2 separate regions of the Gossypium arboreum genome follow, and region 1 is linked to region 2. Evidence: chromatin contacts called from public Hi-C data. All regions are on one chromosome and are shown on one strand. The core of a region is the stretch at or near the end of the contact, and the rest is flanking DNA. Distances in the headings are between cores, read along the strand shown. Region 1 holds the start of LOC108474181 (probable beta-D-xylosidase 6). Region 2 has its middle 16 kb from the start of LOC128283864.

Region 1 (3,699 bases), core at 80-2,579, 730 kb after region 2:
GTTTTTAGGAAATTTAAATCTATTTATAAAATTAATTTCCAAGATTTTGCTTGATAGAGTGATAAATTGAAGAGGAAGAAAACTAAAAGATAGAAAATATTATTTTTCTTTTTATTCATTACTTGGTAGAATTGAAAATGAAAAAAAGTATAACATTCGAATATGAATAATTTTAAATTAATATACATTTCTTTTTATTTTCTCTCATTGATTGATTTTTATGCATCATGATCAAGTGATTATTCATCCTATTTTCTTTCCTCTTAATTTTTTCCTACTAAGCACATTTAAAATTTATTTTCTTTCCACTTTTTCCATTCACTCTTCTCATTCTAGACCTGTTCATGAGTCGAGTTACCTGTTCTATTCTGGAGGTTCGCCCAAAATTCGAGAGGGTTTAGGCAAAAATATCAAGCCCAAAAAATAGGTTTGGGTAAAAAAATATTAGCCCGTTTAAAATATAGGTCAGGCTCGAGCTTGAACATTCAAAGCCCGAGCTTGACCCGTTTTAAGTTTATAATATTTTATATTATGTTATTTTTATATATTATGTAATTTAAAACACATTAAAACAACAAACCTATACTAAATATATAATACTATTCTAATGTAAACATTAAAAAAATGGCAAGATGATTATAGAAAAATTTTCAATAAATAAAAATGTATAAAATTATTAAATATTAAAATAAAATAATATATATTTTAAAAATATTAAAAAATAATATAAGCGAGCTTAAAATAGGTTTGAGTTAATCTTTTATAACTAAAAACGAGGTTGGACAAAATTTTAAGCTCTAATTTCTAATTGGACCAAATTTTGACAAATATAAAATATAATAATACTATGTTTAGGCCCAATCTAGTCCACGATCACCTCTATCTTATTTCTTCATTTTTTTTATCCAACCAAACACAACTTAAATGAATTTGACTCTTCCAAGTTCAGTTATCATACTTTTCAAACTGAATTACAAAAATTAGAATATGCTGCAGTAACTTTTTTGTACTTTTCAAACATTCTTACTTTTTTAAATTTAAAATTTTAATTCAATAAGTATTCACATTTTTTAAAATTTATCAATTTAGTATATTTAATATTTATCATAGTATATACACATTATAGGAAAGCAGTTTAATCAATATCTTAAGTCGGAAAAATTTGGCAAAATGTATTAATGGTATTAATGATTAGACGAAAATTTTAAATAAGGAAAAGTAGTACTTCTAAATTTAACTTTTCTATTTGGGCTGGCTGAAATTTGTATGTAGATTTCAAAACCCATGTTTGGAGGAGGTTTATAAACTTGATTGGTGCGATCAAATAGTGGGCTTTCAAGGCTCAATTAGTTTAATATGATTTTTGGGTTCATAGGTTAACAGAACTTCATCTTCACCAAAGGGTTAATCCGGGGTTTAACATATTGGAAATAAATCTAAACAATTGCAAGTTGGATTCTCTTAAATAAATGCATAATCTAATAATTTCATCTTTTCCTATTCAATCTTTCTCCAAATCTATCTGATAATGGCGTCAATTCCTAATCACGGTCCGCTTAAACCTACCGACCAGTAATAAGGTGACTACCAAAGCGGCACCCTCCATCATCTCATCATGTCTCTGCAACTAAAATCCCTGTTCTTCATCTTACAACTTTTAGCTTTACTGATTTCAATCTCATCATCAGACCCAAACCCACAATTCCCATGCCAGCCTCCCCACTTTAACTCTTACCCCTTCTGCAACACTTCCCTGTCTATCACAGACAGAGCTCAATCTCTCATTTCTCTGCTCACACTTGAAGAAAAGATCTATCAACTCTCCAACAATGCTTCAGGGATCCCAAGACTTGGAATTCCTCCTTACGAATGGTGGTCAGAGTCACTTCATGGGCTTGCCAGTAATGGCCCTGGAGTTAACTTTAATGGTTATGTTAAAGCAGCAACCAGTTTCCCCCAGGTTCTTGTCACTGCTGCTTCTTTCAATAGAACCCTTTGGTTCAAGATTGGGTTGGCCATAGGTATTGAAGCTAAAGCCATGCATAATGTTGGACAAGCTGGTTTGACTTTTTGGGCACCAAATATTAATATTTTTAGGGATCCCAGATGGGGAAGAGGGCAGGAGACTCCTGGCGAGGATCCCTTGGTTGTTTCAGCTTATGCTATCCAATTTGTAAAGGGCTTCCAGGGTGGGTCCTGGAAGGCTAGTGGAGAACTCATAGATAGGTTTGAGAGAAAGAGGGCACTTGGAGGATATAATGATGATGAGAGTGGTGATAGACTTATGAATTCTGCTTGTTGCAAGCATTTCATTGCTTATGACTTGGAGAAGTGGAAGAATTTCAGTCGATACTCCTTCAATGCCGTGGTAAAGTCTTCCTTTTTACATATTCTCCTTGTGGTGTTTTCATGTTTCTGAACACATTTCACATTTGAATCGTCTTTTTCTTCAGTGTGTAACTCTGTATTAGCCATTTCAGTTCATTTTTTTTATCTCTGTAAATAAGTTTCTTATTCAATGCATATTTAGTGCTGATAAGAAATTTTGCAGTCCGACTGTTTGTCAATTTAAATCAAATTTGGCATTTTTTAAATTAATTTATATATTTATTTATGGTTCTAAACCAATAGTTTGGTGTGACTTGTGGTAAGCCTCCTTTTGAAGTCAGTTAGGCAGTCTGCTAATAAATACATGCTTTATCTGTATTGAAGGTCACAAAGCAAGATATGGAGGATACATATGAACCACCCTTTCGTAGTTGTATCCAACAAGGCAAGGCAAGTTGCTTGATGTGTTCCTACAATGCAGTTAATGGGGTGCCAGTTTGTGCGCAGGGAGATCTTTTACAAAAAGCTCGAAATGAATGGGGCTTCAAAGGGTAAAAAAATTAGGAGTTGCTTATACATTGATGGATGCAAATTTTGAAATTCAACTTTGATTGGTTTTTCTGTGGCATAAATCAGATACATCACCTCAGATTGTGATGCTGTGGCAACAGTTCAAGAATACCAGAATTACACAAGAAAAGCCGATGATGCTGTTGCTCTAGTTCTTAAAGCAGGTTTTTTTAATCATATCTTTTACATCTAAATTGATTAAGGACTTCTCACTAGATCTGCCATTCGGATGTTCATTTTTAAAGAATAAGATTAAGATGGTTGTCTGTAGGAATGGATATTAACTGTGGATCATATCTCGTTCGACATACTCAGACTACAATTGAGGAAGGGAAGTTGCAAGACAAAGACATCGATAGAGCTCTTCTGAACCTTTTCTCGGTCCAACTCCGTCTTGGGCTGTTTGATGGAGACCCCAGAAAGGGGCAGTTTGGAGAGTTGGGACCTCAAAACATTTGTACCACAGAGCACAAGATGCTGGCACTTGAAGCAGCAAGGCAGGGAATTGTTCTTCTGAAGAATGAGAAGAAGTTCCTGCCTCTGAATAGAAATGTTGTTTCTTCCATAGCTATCATTGGTCCAATGGCTAACAACATAAGTAATATGGGTGGTGACTACACAGGTATGGTTCTTGCAATAATGTGTAATTGTTGGGGGTTTATAAATTATATCGGCTTATATAGTCTTCTTCTACACGAAGCATCCTAATATGGCAAGTTACCTAAGACAGCTTTGGGCCTTACCATGTTTGTCTTGTAATATCTGTATTGAGTCATATTGAATGTGAACCACCCAGATGCT
Region 2 (3,545 bases), core at 964-3,463:
ACTAAGATCTCAAAATTAAAGTATAAAGACTAAACTTTAAATTTTAGAAGATTATAAAGAGCTTTGGGAGATTAAAACCATTTGAAAAGTCAATTCCAAGTTTTAGTAGGCCCAGAGGCGTCGTTACAAGTTTAATGGCTACAATAACTTAGGGGCCAGCCCTTCTGAAATTCATCCTGGGTTTAGGCTCTTATTGCCCTCGGTTTCTATTATATTCCCCATGAATTGGACCCAGCCCAAAATTACCCTGATCTTTTTCTTTATGAATTTTAAATAATAAAACCAGAAGGAAATGTTGATGATGATTCTGCTATTAGTCCTTGTATTTAGAAAAAGTTATGGATTTAATTCTTATACTTTTATTTAGTTATTTTTAGTCCTTGTACTTTTCAAATTTTAAAATTTCTATCCACACCAAACAATAATTGTTAAATTGATCAAGTAAGGTTATGCTATTTTTAAAATTTGATGCGCCAAACATATTATCATATTTTTAATGTCATATTAACTTATCATTTTCACATATTACTCACTAAAAAGATTCAATTAATAGATTAACGACAACCATTTGCGTTAAGATTGCAATTTCAAAATTTGAAAAGTATAAGGACTTAGAATGATCCAATTGGATAAAATGGACTAAATCTACACCTGTATGAATAGTGAAGGATTAGTAATTGAAAACAAATTTACCTACTACTCTTTGTGTCAGGACTAAAATTTCAAAATTTGAAAAGTAGGATTAAAATTGACCAAATTAAGAAGTACATGGACTAAAATTAATCAAATAAAAGTAGAAGGAATAAATCCACAAGTTTTGCAAAGTACAGAGACTAATAGCAGAATTTAACCTAAAAAAAACAATTAAAGGGTAAAAGTATAATGGGAGCCATTGTATTAAGAGTTAGTTTTTATTTTGCCCTTTTACCCAAAAAAAATGGGTAAATTAGTCCCAGTAAATTTGATCAAAGAGTAAAACTGATCATTTTTGTTAAAAATTTCATCCATTTCTGACATTGCTAACAGAATAATCAGACAATTATATATGACGTGTCATGTGTACCTCATTTAAACATACATGGATAAATTTTTAACAGTAAAAATAGATAGAATTTTTAATAGAATGATCAATTTACTCTTCAATCTAATATATAATAATTAATTTATTATTTTTTTTCTAAAGAGAACAAAATATAATTTGCACTTGAAGATCCGAAGAGAAAAATGTAGATGTGTCAAACATTCTAGTACATAGTATTAGCATATAGTATGAAAGCACTAGATGATAGGAAATGCAATTTATAGCTGATAATTAGTGGTATGATGTGATATTTTAACTATACAAATCTAATATTTAAATGAAGCTCCAAATAAGCCAAAGCCAACAGGAATGCTGCTTTCAATTGTTGATGTAAAGCCGAGGAAGATGTGCCAAGTGCCACGCGGTGGTACAATAATTTCAGTGTACCAGAAACAGCTCTTTATTTCTCATAATCTTGCAGGCACCAGATGCTGCAAATTGATTGAGTTATGAGATTAAATTATTAATGAGAATATGGCATGAAATAATGGAGAATTTATTTTGATTCCTTCTGGCTAGCTTGTTCTGATTCTGCCAATAATTTTAGTTAGTATTTCTTCTCTACCCAATTCACCTTTCTCCTAAGGATGCTAATCATAAGGCCATATGCGTATAATATATGATTACGAATTGAAGAGAATGAATATACCCTTTTATCATACACATACACTTAAAAATACTTTACCTTAAATTCCGATAACCTAGACCTTTATCTGCGATGGTTTGATTCTTCTCATGTGTTGATTCTAGGTTTATATGCACCACTAATTTTTTTATTTGTTTTCCCCGTACAAGTTTCTGGATTTTGGCAAACTAACAAACACATTTCCAATAATTTAAATAGACGAAGGGTTGTCATTGTCAATCAACAACTCAAGTGACCACAAAAAATGTAGATTTTCTCTACACTTGATGAGTAAACGTTCAAAGCTAATGACCCCAACTTCCAATATTCAACATCAGGTAGGTATAGCCGTACAGATGGCAAGTTGAAGGAGACTGAAACTTTCTTTTTTTGTTTTTTTTTAAATTTACCTTTCTGAATGTTAAAGAAAAGATGAAAAGGAAAGAACAAGAAAGGCATGTGATGGTGGCGGTGAATAGTGGGACAGATGCAGAAATCCAAGCAGTATAGGAAGCATAAGATGATAGAGAGGCTAGAGGTAGCTGTTTCAGTGTGTAATAATAGCAGTAGGAGATAAAGACTAATGGAGCCGTGACCACCTGCAGATAACCCAACTTTAAAATTATCTGTTTCTTAGTATACCCAAATGGCAATTGAATTATTCAGAAATTGATCTTAAATTGTAAGTCATAATAAAAGGAGCTGAAATAGTTCTTAAGCGTCTCAATTTTGAAGTCAACACAAACATGTGATGTTCCCATATCCTGCAATTTGTAAACCTATAGCACAACAATGATATAAGTCCACTAGGCCCTACCATTTGGGATCCCCCTTGCCCCACACTTCTCCAACGAAATAAGTCTGCTAGGTTTGGACGCCTTTCTCTGCCTAAAAAACCTTCATTTTTTAAAGGGTAAATTGCACTAAGAGTCACCTCCTTATTTGTAAGTTTTCATTCCAGTCAATAGACGGTAAAAAGTTTCAAAATCATCACTAAATTTGGGTATTTGTAACGTTTGGTCATTTGTCCATTTGTCCATTAACCCCTTGACAGAATTATGAGGTCCAATGTTTTATATAGGATTGATATCTAATTTAGCCCATTAAATTTCTATATATTTTTAACAATAAATCCAAAAACATCTAAAAAATCATAAAATTCTAAAACAAATTGAAACTTTATTTTCTAAAACTATAAAAAGTATTTTTAATGATTATAATTATGTGAACTTTCTAAAATATTTTAGCCACGATTTAGCCCTTAAACTACATTGATTTTCTTATTTTGCTATTTTTTTCTCAGATCGGTACTTACATTCTGTTTATCACTTTAGTCCAATAATGTTAAAATATGTTTTGGAAACCAACTAACAAATGTCACCTATTAAATTGTGGCACGTGGCACTTCATCATATTAGAATACTCCTCATGGCATCTATGGAGATAAAAATTAACATATATATAATAGAAAATGGAAAATTGATTTTTAAAAAAATAAAATTTTGGAAATTTCTAAAATATATAAATAAATATTCAAAATAAAAATTAGTTAAATTTCTAGAAAATTAAAAACTTGGTAAATTTTAAAAATCTAGAAACTTTTGGAATATATAAATATAAGCTAAAAATAAAAATTTTAAAATTTTAAAAATAAAAATTTAACATTTTGTTTAACTCTAGGAAACTAAAAATATGTCAAAATTCAATATATGTATATAAACTCTAGACAAATTACAATGATTTTAATATATGTTGAAAAAAAACCTAAAATATATTGAAAAATTCTAAAACTGGAAAAAAATTAGACATTAGAAAATTAAAAGCATATATAATTAAAAA

The links. A called contact is a pair of places that touch in the nucleus more often than the background predicts.
Region 1: a Hi-C map of leaf shows a contact between it and region 2, with 2.8 times the contacts expected there. The contact joins the promoter of LOC108474181 here to the enhancer-like site in region 2. A contact is called at or near these places in 2 of 5 Hi-C or Micro-C datasets (both in leaf).

The regions. Positions count from the first base shown.
Region 1 is chr11:46,101,759-46,105,457 of ASM2569848v2, forward strand. It overlaps LOC108474181 (probable beta-D-xylosidase 6), which reads left to right and starts at 1,330. Exons shown (of 6, transcript XM_017776104.2): 1 at 1,330-2,368; 2 at 2,713-2,879; 3 at 2,965-3,062; 4 at 3,170-3,520. The coding sequence starts at 1,616.
Region 2 is chr11:45,366,383-45,369,927 of ASM2569848v2, forward strand. No RefSeq gene overlaps it. Among protein-coding and RNA genes, the nearest start is that of LOC128283864, 16 kb to the right of the region's middle. Within about 2 kb of position 2,214, at least 2 of the 2 cell types and tissues checked have an H3K27ac peak or open chromatin away from gene starts, as enhancers often do. A contact at or near this core is called in leaf, where this site is marked.